Regions from separate parts of the Mus musculus genome. Here region 2 is linked to region 1. A link is a contact called in public promoter capture Hi-C data. All regions are on one chromosome and are shown on one strand. Each heading gives the region's core, a stretch centred on a gene start, on an enhancer-like site or on the middle of the called end of the contact. The rest is flanking DNA. Distances are from core to core; before and after follow the strand shown.

What was found. Promoter capture Hi-C pulls out the DNA fragments that hold promoters and counts their contacts.
Region 2: a contact with region 1 is called in a promoter capture Hi-C map of second pharyngeal arch cranial neural crest, with 12 times the contacts expected there. The contact joins the enhancer-like site here to the promoter of Megf9 in region 1. A contact is called at or near these places in 7 of 39 promoter capture datasets (cranial neural crest, frontonasal cranial neural crest, hippocampal neurons and 3 more) and 4 of 115 datasets of contacts at active chromatin or transcription factors (astrocytes, embryonic forebrain, embryonic limb bud and 1 more).

The regions. Positions count from the first base shown.
Region 1 is chr4:70,533,315-70,539,500 of GRCm38.p6, forward strand. Megf9 (multiple EGF-like-domains 9) reads right to left here and starts at 1,614. Exons shown (of 6, transcript NM_172694.2): 1 at 914-1,614. The coding sequence starts at 1,508.
Region 2 is chr4:73,038,644-73,045,532 of GRCm38.p6, forward strand. No RefSeq gene overlaps it. Among named protein-coding and RNA genes, the nearest start is that of Gm25769, 73 kb to the right of the region's middle. Within about 2 kb of position 2,763, at least 2 of the 459 cell types and tissues checked have an H3K27ac peak or open chromatin away from gene starts, as enhancers often do. A contact at or near this core is called in second pharyngeal arch cranial neural crest, where this site is marked.

The DNA.
Region 1 (6,186 bases), core at 364-2,863:
TCCACAGTAAACCACTGAGCCTAAGAATTAGGTCAACAATCAGATCAAGCTAGACAAGTAAGTGCTCTGGGCAAATCTCCACCCCAATGCAAAGCAAAAGATCTCAGAAAACTTGCTGAATTTCTTAAAGACGTAGGCCTTATTGGTTGAGTTCCTGGCCTATTTAAGATGCAAAAGGGTGAAAGAACAGCAGTTGTATCTTAACTTTGCTTGAACACTTTCACCAGCAGAAGAGCTGCATTTCCTATTGTGAGTTCAAACAGAAATTGGCATGTCAGCATCAGCAGTAATGAACATCCTACTTTAAAAAGGGGCAAAGATGGGCATCCCTGCTCAAATGGCATTTGCTCAATTACTGACCTTGGAACTGAGACAGAATGAAGTGGTGCAAGGAAGGGATTTAACCTAATTTATAAACTTGCTCAACCTAGATACACACCTGTCCCAAATGACCTATAAAATCTACTTATTTGCAGAGAAAACACGGACTACAATGCCGTTTCTGTTTGTAAGCAAACTACATTGTTCATCTGGGGGAATCCCGTAAAGGTTTTTACCTGCGCATTGATAAAGCACCATCCTAGCTTTCAAACTTTCCCCCAAATATCCCAGGTAGGGTGGCCTTCTGGGCGGATCCAATACAAAAGTTTGTGTCCATTCTGGGACTCTGACAAAGGCCAGAAAACCCTGTTTTAGGAAGAGACCCTAAGCCTTCCATATAGCAGCAGCTCCCTCTGGATGGAGCATGGCACCAGGTTGGGGGACAAAAGACTTTCTAGATTTGGAGGGATTGGGGGTTTACTTTAACTGGAGCTCGGATCTTCCCTTGGGAAGCTCTTGGGCAAGAAGCGGCCAGGGTGACGAGGCCGGTGTGTAAATAGGCAGTGCCTGGGGGAAGGTCCAGAGGACTCACCTGGGGGAGGAGAAGTAGGGGCTTCGGTGACAGGTGCGGTGGGCGGGACTCCGCTACTGTTGCTGCTTCTGTCCGGGGACTCGGCAGTTGGGGTCCCTGGAGTGCTGGAAGCCTGAGCGGTGGTGACTACAGAGGTGGTCGGCGGCTGGCCAACTGTGCTCGCAAGGGTGGTGGGCGCGGGTCTGGAGGGTGGTGATTCCGTGGTGGGAGTGTGTCCGTCCTCCGAAGGGGTGGCGGGCGAGAGGTCCAGAGCCGGGAAGGGGGTGGCAGCGGGTTGTGCGCTGGTGCGAAGAGGAGGAATGATCTCCGGGGAGCCGGCTGACGGGGTTGTAGCCCCGGTTTTGCGGACTGTGGTGCGCGGGGGACCGGTCCGCGGGGCCTGCGCGGTGGGAGCCGCGGTCTTAGGGAAGGGGCTGCTGGCTTGGTCCCGAAGCCCCGGGCTGGGCGACGGGACCACCTGCCCCTCGGCCCCGCCGCCACCGGTGACATTCCCTGCCGAGGCTGTGGAAGCGGCTGCGGCGGCCGCGCAGCACAACAGGGCGAGGCCGCCCAGGCTCGGCAGGCTCCTCATGGCGCGCTCGGCTCCGCCATTCATTCATTCATCCAGTCGATCGGTCAGTCATCTTCTCCTCCCTGCCGTCCGACCAAGGAAAGCGTTGCCGCCGCTGCCGCCACCAAGAGCACCATCGCCACCTCCCTCTGACAGGCGGCCGGCCCCGCGGGCGGGCCTCAACGCGGAGGGAGCGACTGGGCGGAGCGCGCACTGCCCGCCCTCCTCGATAGGCAGCGAAGCCTGGCCAATCGGAAGCCGCGTTGGCCCACGTGATCCGCCCGCTCCCCGGCCTCTTTGTAACGGCGCAGACCAATCAGAGGACTCCAAGGGAAGAGGGCGGGACGTCGGGAGGCGCGAGAGGTGTTGGAGCCGGCTGGGTTCGCTGCGGCTCCGGCTTTGTCTACCCACAGAGCGGGGCGCGGGCCTTGGGCATCCAACGCCGCCGAGCAGACAAAGGACGCGGCCCGCGCGGCAGATTCCAGGCCAAATCATCTGTTCCACTGGGCTGCGAGCTGGACCCGGGGCGGGGAGTCCCCTGTGGACAGCGTCTCCACCCTTCTGAACAATGGGGGCGCCGGAACCGCACCCGGACTCGGGCGGGGGCTGGGTTACATCCCCGCGACGGGCGAGGGTGGTGGCAGCTAATATATTAGATGGAGCTCGGCTCTCACTCTGTTGCTCAAGACAGCCGGCCTTGGCCCTGCGGTATCAACACTGTCAACCCCATTTCAGAGATGGGGAAATTAAAGCTCTTGCTGATGGCTTCAGCAAGCCAACTTCTGTGCCCCCACTAAGCACCTGCTGATGGCATGGGCCTGCACTAAGCCAGATGGGACGGCCTGGAGCCCCATCCTGAGCACAAGAGGGTGTGGAGGAGACAAACTGGCATGCACAGTTTATGCTCAGAACCTCGGAAAGAATAGAATATGACCAGGTTGAATTTCAGCTCCTTGTCTCTCTTGCTGAGTGGTTTTGTGGCTCAAGCAGTTTTCTTAACCACGTAAATGGTGAGATGAGAGGGCACACCCCATCCCCCTCACAGAGTTGTGAAAATGAAATCATGTACTTGAAGGGTTTAACCCAATGCTTGGCCCACGGTTGTAAACCGTCATTAATGCTAACCACTTGGGGTTGCACTATGTCAGGACAAGCCTAAGGTTGGAAAGCAGCCCGCATTGCCTCTGAGTCCCCAGAGATTCCTGCCTGTTGCCTGCATTGGGGTTGGGCTGATAACAGAGCTTGACCCTGGATGACATTAAACTCTGGAGGAAGTTGGAAATCAGGCAGGCAAACTTGCACCATCACCCAGGATCCAGCGCTGCGGGACATGGTAGCCTCAGCTGAGCAACTTTTAGGTGCAATCTGGCAGGACAAGTTTGTCATCTGATGGCTTAATTCCATCCCAACAGCCTCACTGTAAACCCAGTCGTGGCCTCTCCTAGGATGCTTGCCTTTGTGCATGATTTCCCATTAGTCATTCTCCTCTAACCAGACAGGCAGGATGAGATTTGTGTGTGAACTCCTGTGTGTTAACAAAAGCATGCATTTATTTGCCTGAGTGAGTAGTGGGTGGGGAGAGGATATGTTGGAGCTTGTGTATGAAAGCATAAACACATTTGTAAGTCTCTCTGTGAAGATTGTATGTGTGAGTCTGCAAATATAAGAACTTGTATTTTCATGTGATATGTTTAAGATATTAATGCATGCACACTGGTGTGTGTTTTGTGTGAATTTTCTGTTTTTCAATGTGAGGTTGTTTCTGGGTGTGTCTTTAGAGGCCTACCTATGTAAGAAATAAGGGACTAAATGAGAGGGCCATGTAACTGTTCTAAAGACAAATATTTAGCAAGAATTGACCATAGTTCTATTTTTACTTGCCTTTAGGAAGGGAGTGGACATGGTGTGTCCCTCCCCTGTATTCTTTTGGTTCCTCAGCCCCAACCAAAATGCCACATCCTCTAGGACTTGGATTTCTGAGTGGGAGTTAATCCCTCCCTAGTTCCCTACCGGCCTTTGTTTATAACCCTGATCTATCAACCCCTGCCTCTTCCTAAAAGGATTAATGATGGCTTTTAGACATAAGTACTACAAATAAAATGAACCACCCACATGACTTAATTACTTCTCCTGGGCACTCAGCAACCTCAGGACTAGAACTTGTGATTAATACCCCTGCCTGTCTATTTCACCCAGCTCTATGTTCCAGTGCCTAGCAGTGAGCAGTAAAACATGCTGATTAATCTGAAAGAGATCCTGTTGTGCTCACAGGGAAGGAAAGCTTGGGTCCTTTAGAGCCACAGACTTGGATCAAGTTTCCTCTCTGAACCTCAGTTTCCTTGTCTTTAAAATGAGGCCATTAATTCTTTAAACAGATCAAACAGAACTGTTTTTTTTTTTTTTTTAAACAGAGCCTTTTGACACACCAATTATACTCTATTGTCACTTAACGTTTCAATTGCTATTGCTAACCCTGAGTTTTGTTAGCTGAAAGACTACAGCAGAAACCTCTGTCCCAAAAACTCCAGATCAGGTGACAAGGCTTGACATTTGCTCTACTGGATATTTCCAAATGGTATCTAAAAACTGCTGGCTTGGCCCTGAGCTGTGCTGTATCAGAGATTCTTCACTGCTAGAGGGGGAAAGCTGATTTGGCTTTTTTTTTTTTTTTTTTTTTTTTTTTTCTGTCAGGAGGATCCCAGAATAAAGGCCTAGAAACCTTGCAGAGTGATTCAGGGCTGCTGTGCCTTGGACAAGGACATTTCATACAGGACTTCTCAGTTGGGACAATTAGCCAAAAATATGTCTAGGAAGTGTTGAATTTTTGTAAGATGATATTTTTGAGACAGTCTCCCTTTGTAGCTTAGACTGGCCTCGGTGTGCCTTCCACACGCGTGGATACTGGAAAGAACCATCAATAATCAAGGCCTGTAAGATAACTTAGATATATTATTATTACTTCAACATTGAGTCTTTTTATTACTTTTAATTTTGTTCACTTTGTTTGTGATTGTATGTGTACATACATGAACACAGACATGCTTGGCTCACATGTAGAAGTCAGAGGCATTTGGGGGAAGACTCTCCTCTCTTTCTACTACTTGGGTTTCATATATTAAACTCAAGTTGCCAGGCATAAAGGTAGTACTTACCTTTATCTTGTAAGCCATCTAACGAGCCCAAAGTTTTAAACTCACTGCTTGGCTTTTATCTCTATACCACAAACTACAAGATGGCTTATTTTGTTGTGTTTTCTGAAACAGTGCTTTACTCTACAATCTGGACTGGCCTAGAACTCCCCATAGAGTCCAGTTTAGCCTAGAGCTCATGACAGTGCCCTAACTTAGCTTCCTGAATTACATCATGACCAACATGACTTAGTTTGTAAGTTTATATTTAAAAACAGAAAAATAACCATAAATATCTAATATCATACATAGGAATACATCTGTTCAGTTTAATTATATACCATCACTATCAGGATCTACTATCATGGATATGTAGCAGATATCAATAATATGTAATAGAGATTGCAAGTTCCAGGCACAGTCCTAACAGAGGCCCGTGAATTACTTCATTTAATTTTTAGAACCCCCCACCCCCAAATATATGTCCTAGATTGTTTGGACTACTATAACAAAAACTAGGAGACTTACAAACCATGCCGATATTCCTCACAGTTTTGGTGGCTAAGAAATTCAAGACCAAGATACCAGCTTGTTGAGTGTCTGGGAAGAGACTTCTTCCAAGTGCACAGATTCCATCCTTTCACTGTCTTCTTGTGATTGAAAGGACAAAGCAGCTGTCTGGGGTGTTTTTTACAAGGACACTGATCCCATTCACAAGTGCTTTACCCTGCTGACCTATTGCCTTCTAAAGGCCTCCAGATCCCATATAGGGATAATGTTAGGATTTCATCTCACAAGTTATAGAGAGACACAGCATTCACTTTGCAGCATTTTATTATCTGTATCTTACAGATAAACAAGCTAAGGCAAAGAAAAGTTAAGCAGCTTGCCTAAGGTCCCTTAGCAAGTGAGAGTGGCTGGATTCACACTGGCATCAAACTGTAACTAGAAAATGCTCATGATATCATGTTCGAAAGAGAAGACAAAAGTAATGGCCCTGACATTATGTATCAGAATGACTTCCAGTACTTTTCCTGTTGCTCCAAAGGGAGCTGCCATTTTACCATGGGAGTAATGGTCACAAAGATTCAGAGAAGGCCTGCTTACAGTCTGTTTGATCAAATACTCAAGAAGGTTTAGTCTGATTCCACTTTGTGCACGGCACCAGCTCAGCATGAAATCTGCAGAACCAGCTTAGGTATCCTGCAGATAAGAGTCTTGTGATGGGACAAGCACTTTTTACTGTTTTGCACTCTGAAAGCTGAATAGAGCGATTGCTTGCATGCATACGACTTTGGGTTTGATCATCAACACCACAAAAACAGGAACACATTCATTCCTTAGGGTTAGAACTATCACCTATGCTGGGGGGAAAAAAAGAGGAAAGTAAACCTCTAAAAGGTTTAGACATGCCTAAGATCTGCCTGACTTCAAAGCTAATTCTCTTCTCTATAGTCCAGTCTGTTGATGTGACTACTGGTGTTGCACATAGCAGTAGGTCAAAAGCAAATACTAAAGAAAGGTCAGACACATTTCTCCCTCCTGCTAGAGCAGCATTTAAGAAAAGAGGCACTGAGAGTCACAAAGCATAAAAA
Region 2 (6,889 bases), core at 1,513-4,012, 2.5 Mb after region 1:
TATCAACTCTTCTGAAATACGCCTGAAGTTAGAATAGCAAATTAATATAAACAACTGAACATGTACTTACTCCAACATGAAATATCATACAAAAATAATGTGATGTCTCATAAAAACATGTCTGTCTTTAGGAATTGTATGGTCTTAGTAGTGATTTGAAGGGGTAGCACCCTGTATCTCCAATAATATCTGTGTCAGGGTTGTTTCAGATCACTATAAACCAGGCAGAAATATCCCGCAGAAGGAAACTATGAAGCCTCTACCATTTTTCTGCACATAAGTTCTTATATATATATGTATATATATATGTATATATATGTATGTATGTATGTGTGTGTGTGTGTATGTATATATATATATATATATATATATATATATATATATTAGGTATTTTCCTCCTTTACATTTCCAATGCTATCCCAAAAGTCCCCCATACCCTCCCCCCTACTCCCCTACCCACCTACTCCCACTTTTTGGCCCTGGTGTTACCCCTGTACTGGGGCATATAAAGTTTGCATGTCCAATGGGCCTCTCTTTCCAGTGATGGCCGACTAGGCCATCTTTTGATACATATGCACCTGCAGTCAAGAACTCTGAGGTAGTGGTTAATCTTATGTATATTTTAATATTCAAAATAAGCTGAAAGAAAAACTGTTTGACCTTATTATTTTTTGAAAGTATGTTTAGTATTTCAATTCATTTTTTGAGAATGTAATACAATATATATGGTCATATTTTTTCTCTTTCTCCAATTTCTCTCAGATGCTTCCTTCATCCAACTGACACAACTTTTTCTTCCTTCTCTCTTTTAAATGAAAAACAAACCTAAAACAGTAGAAAAAAAAACACTCAAAACATGGAATCCGATTTTTGTTATCTAGTGAAATACACAGTGCTACCCCATTGAACAAAACTGACTTCCTTCTCCAAGCAGCTATTAATTGTGACTAGCTACTTGGCTATTGGTGTAGTTATATATCCATTTATGCTTTACCATTCTGGGACTTTTGTCTACCTAGAGTTAGCACAGGTATTGTGTATGCCCATATAAGTGTGCACATATGAGTTCATATATGAATCTGCAAATGAAAATGGAGTCACTAACAAGTCTGGTTCTTAAAATTTCTCCTCTCCTTGTTCACGTAGACCCATGAGCTGAAGGATCAGGGATAGTTACAAAACAGACACTTCAGATAGTGGCATTGATTTCTCTTTCTTAACTATTCATGAAATCTGCTGTTAGCTTATTTCAAAATTTAATGCCATGAGTATATGCTTTCTATTCACTCAGAATTTATTGGGATTTTCAAAAACAAAAACAAACAAACAAAAAAACCCAAACATATTTTTCCATTTTATACTAACTTCCAGAAATCTCAGAATTGTAATACTGAAGTCTTTGTCTTAAGCTTTATCAGACATCACCTACCTTTTTAATCTACATTTTTTCATATTAAAAAGGCAGTATTACTGTAGGACTATTTGGCCAGATTTGCTAAGCCTTTCTGGATTGGAAGCTTTGCATGCATATTTGACTCTAGCTATTTTACTAATATGGCTCATTGAGTAACATTAATGCCAAGTCTACTTTTATCTATCTGTACCTGAGCTGGCCATAGGTCTATGTCCCCAAACCAGGTGTGTAGATAATTTTCATGAAATACTTTTAAAAATTAATTTTCTTTCTGAATATTAGCATACCCTCTGTGGTAGTTGATCTTGGTTGTCAAGGTGACACATTTGGGGAAAAGGAAGCACAATTGAAGGATTAGCTCAATCAGCTTGGCCTCTGGGCCTATCTTTTGAGAATTTATTGGTTGTTAGTTGATGCACGAGAGCCCAGCCCAGTATGGTCCATCTTTACAGCATAGGCTTATAGTTGATTGTAAGGTTGGAAGCATGCCTGTAAACAGTTTTTCTGTACTGTCTCCCTTCAGGTTCCTGTCTTCAGTACTTGTTCTTGCCTTCTCTCAGGCTTGTAGATACCTGAAAGAAGGTAAAGACATAAAGACCCAGCCTACAATTCCAGCTTCCACCAAGCAGACTGAACGTTTCTCTATCTCCAGCTCTTTTAGCTGTCCAGTGACAGCAGGGCCTCTTGCAACTTACAATCTTCCTTGAGTACTAACTAGAGCTGCAATTTCCTAAGTTTTATTTTGTTTGTTTGTTTCCTACTATGTATTCGAGTTTCCAAATCAGCCATTTCAAAGTGTCATATCCATTTGATACCTAGCTAGTTTGAGAAGCCACTGGCCAAGAAAACTTTAGTTCCCTCTGGAAAACAGCACACATATAATGTAAAACTGTGTGTCACAGTTAAAATGAACATCAAGAACAGAAAAACACCACAGAGTTCTGTTTGTACCTCCTCACTATGATATGAACTGGGTTGTAGTGATCTTCCAAAGACTCAATGGAGGTAGAACACTTTATAGTTGCCAATATTTTGGTTTATGCCGTGTGGTTGCTACATCAATGAGTTATTCATTCATAAACTCTTCATTGGTATCCTTCCCTTGCCTGAGTCATACCTTCAGCTGGCTTCATGAAATTGGGATTACATGCTAAAATGCAGTATGTCCAACTAAATTTGAATTTCATGTGTTTTAAAAATAACCCTTTTAGTATATATACAGCACATTGCATACGATGTAACCTATACTCAAAATATTTCTTCATTTTAAATGTTAACAGAATGTCTGTGTTTCATTTGCTCAGTTTCTGAACCCTACTTATGACTTCCTTCCAAGTATTCTGCTTATATTCATATCCTTGCCTAAGGTCTGCTTCTGGTGATTCTAAACTAAGAATGTCAGCAGCTACCCAGAAGGGACTGACTTTGAAGAAAGGACTCAGAAAACAAACTTCAGAAGCAGACTCTTACTGCAGCATCGAAACAAGAATAAAATTATAATGGGATATTACTCTACTTCTGGCTAGAAAGTAAATACAAGAAAAAAATCAACAAAGCCAGCCTTATTTTCCTTACATTTTCCCCTCACAAAATTCCAGCACATTTTCCTCATTTGTTTGGGCTGTAACCCCATCAGAAAGACACCTGTTTTCAATCACCTTTATTAAACTTGATGCCAAGAGTCATTAGTACAGTTATGCTGTAATAATATTCTATTCATTCTGTCACCAAATGCTTCAAATGCCTACAGTGGAAAGTTTTCTGTGCTTCACAAAACAATGTTGCTGGGTCCAAAACGGAAGTCTACAATATCATATTGTTCTTGATCTACCATATCATTCTTTTGAGTACATCAATACTAGGTGTCACAAATTCATTGTTGTTAATAAAATTTGAAACTCTTCTCTTCAGACTTTCTTTCTCTTCCTTCCTTCCTTCCTTCCTTCCTTCCTTCCTTCCTTCCTTCCTTCCTTCCTTCCTTCCTCTCTCTCTCTCTCTTTCTTTCTTTCTTTCTTTCTCTCTCTCTCTCTCCTTATCCTTCCTTCCTTCCTTCCTTCCTTCCTTCCTTCCTTCCTTCCTTCTTTTGTTCTTTCTTTCTTTCCTTCCATTTATTTATTTATTTATCCATTTATTTATTTATTTAGTACTGAGTGTTAGGATATGAATATGCCATACAACACATGTGGATGACAGAGGAAAATTTCTGATTTCTGGGAGTCTTTTGCTTCTATCATGTGGATCTTGGGGACTGAATTTTAAGTCGTCAAACTTGTCAGCAAATGCCTTTATCTGCTGACAAACCTTGCCTGTCACAAGTTATCATGTTTTTAAGGAGCTTACTTAAAATTCCAGTAGTTTCTTTTTTGACATCACTCTTTAAGCATAAGTAGAAATTCTGTGTGAGAAATACATTATCAATCTGCCCAATAACATTGTCAATATTTTCCAGGATGTTTGTTAAACGCAGAATTCTTAATTCTCTAATTCTATGTCTTTATTTCCTCTAAGCCTTGCTGAAAGTATGATTTTATATTTTACTGGGGGAAAAATAAGCCTTTACAGCATGTACATCTGCCTAACATGTACAATAATCCTGTTATCTAGAAGTTCAGTACTAGAAGTTCAACTGCCTCATATGGAATGAATGTTGTAGTTTGGTATCAATGGGAAGCTATGCTCCACTCCAGAGTAAAATTATATTACATATGAGACAAAACTACTAGCTTATGGACTTGAGATCTCCTCTGAATATCGAGATGATGATTTCCTTAGCAATGCTCACTTAAGCATTCATGTGGTTGTTACTTTAATGTTATCTCATCAGTAGATACTGCCACCCTGTGGTGACATATGAAGACCTGAATTTATCCAGGAAAATGCTTGTGAAGTTTGCTTTGTAAGAAAGAATTCTCACCTTCGTTACAATTACAACTTCCTTTATACTTCCACCTTGAGCTCTGTGATGTCAAATTATCATTTAAGTATCAATTAAATGATACTTACAAGTCAAAATACTCAGCCTCATCTTGAAAAGTCAGTTATTGTCAACACTGAAATGAAATCTGTAAGCACTGGCTAACTGAGATAATAGCTACCAAGGAATAAAAGTGCCTTTTGTTAAATGTCTTTCTGCAGTGAATACAAAACCAAGCAGAGACTGGAGCTAGGTAACATCTTGGCAATGAGTCATTCTCCAAAAATGAACACATAGATCCAACCAGAAAGAGGAACCTGAAGGGAAAAAATGCTATTTTTTTTTAAATGAAGGGCTTGTGACTTTGCAAGTGTCACTATATTGAAACCTCATAAAATGGAATCTGTACCAGTCTGAGAAGAAGAATTCTCTGAATATGTTCTCTTTTCATTCTTTGAACATAGCTATCTTCATTTGTTTGGATGTCATAGTTCTGATTTGCATTCAGTGCTTTTTTGTGTGGCATTAAGTAATGTAATAAAACCTTAACAAAAATACTCAAGTGGGTATAATAAACATCCAGAAAGCCATACAGAGATGATATAACTCACCTTATTCCAAAGCCAGTGTTGCTCTTATAATATAAATCAGACTCAGAATCATGGGTCTATATGATGTCCTATACAAACAAAAAAATTCATCCATCCATCCATACATACATACATATATACATACATACATACAAACACAGGCCACAAATGTTTACCAATATGCAACTCAAGACATGGGAAACTTCATATAATTCTATTTCACCATCTCTTATTCTTGATTTACGTAATTGTGTTTATAATATTTTTACTAAGTCCATGACTTATTTCATGAGCTATCACAGAAGTAAAGCATCCTCTTAAGTGATAGAAAGCCTTTCATCTATTTAGCCTCCTGTAATTTAGTTTAATTATTACTTTTACCCCACTGTTAAAAATTTGTAACTTATTTAGTGTTTAGTCTGTGCTTAGCTGAAATAAGAAGAGTGGTGAAACAGTGAAAAAATTCAGGCAATATAAGACTTTATCATTCTATGGGGTAAGCTAGTTAGGGGCTTGTAGAATTCAACAGTCCACTTTCTCCATGCAATTTTATTATATTACTTACAATTAATATATAAACAAACAGGTGCTGTCATGGCATACTCATACATAAATTTAAACTATGATTCACGAACAGAAATTTATTTTTTCTGGAAACTTGCCCCTGTACAATGATTGTGAAGGTAGAAGCCTGCACAGTGCTAATGTCTTTGAACTGCACCACAGAACCCTTCATTTTGTACCTTCCTAGGAGTCTGGAAAGAATTACATTGAATAAAAAGATTCACTAGCATCTCCCAAGATCTTAGTGAATTCTCATGCAAACCACTTACTACTGTTTGTAAAACTTCCTAGAGGATTCCTAGATTATCAGCCAACAGCTGATGTGTCATCTTTCTTAAGCCTTGGCACCAGGTCCACAAAGTTTTTATCTGAGGACCTTCTCAGTTGAGCAAGTTCCAGATAAAGTTACTGATTGATGAAAGCTTTCATCAACCTTTGCAGCCATTGCCGACCAAAATACTGCAGGGCCTGTGTAATTTGTTTTCATTTACAAAGGTAGAGAGGCTTTGAATTTAAAAATGGAACGTTTTCTTCTTGTGCCAAAATGCAAACAACTTAACATCCACTTCCCATCTAGTCATTTTACTAGTTCAAAAGAGTTTCTTTGAATCTTATCTGTATTATATTTCCTGCTGATTGGCAGTGCTCCTGCTTCAGCTGCAAAGCCATAACTGTGCTGGCTCCAATTTTAACAGGAAATAAATAACAAAGAAAACCGGGAAATAAATGTAATGAGTGTTTACAGGGTGGTGAAAACTATACTTTTTCTTGCAGAGTTGGTGCTGCTATGGTGATTTATGCCTGGGAAGTCTTTCATGCAAACATACAACAAAAGCTTCCGATTATTTTGTCAACAACAGAAGTAGTTCCCCCAACCTCCAAATATCCTCTCTACTGGTTTGTGTGAGTCCACATTTTTGCTGCTCAGATTTTCTTGAGCCTAGGAGGAGGTTTGGTTAGATAAAGCAATTTGTTACAAAAACAAAATGTCCTGAGAATCCATAGAGCATGATTTCAAGGCCAGAGAAAAGAATTTAGAGAGACCACAGGAGCTCAGAAGCACTTTGAAGATTCCAAGACAATTTATAGTCTGTTAACAGAAAAAGATGCATTTGGAGTCTGCTATTTAAACTTCAGAAGCCGCTTTAACACATTAGAGGCCTACAGGTGATTAGAAAAAGAGAGGCAGCTTTATAAATGCTTATCAGAAAATCATATTTATAAAACTTGCCCTGCCTAACATCAGACTTTAAACAGATTAATAGTTTTTAATAGTCTTGGATTCCATTATACAAACATGCAAGACATGGAACTTTTTTCTTTTTAAAAAATAAAACACCACAGATGATGCACAATGTACACCAAAGGTCTCATTTAACCGCACTTCTTTGAAGGTTCTCTGTGCTC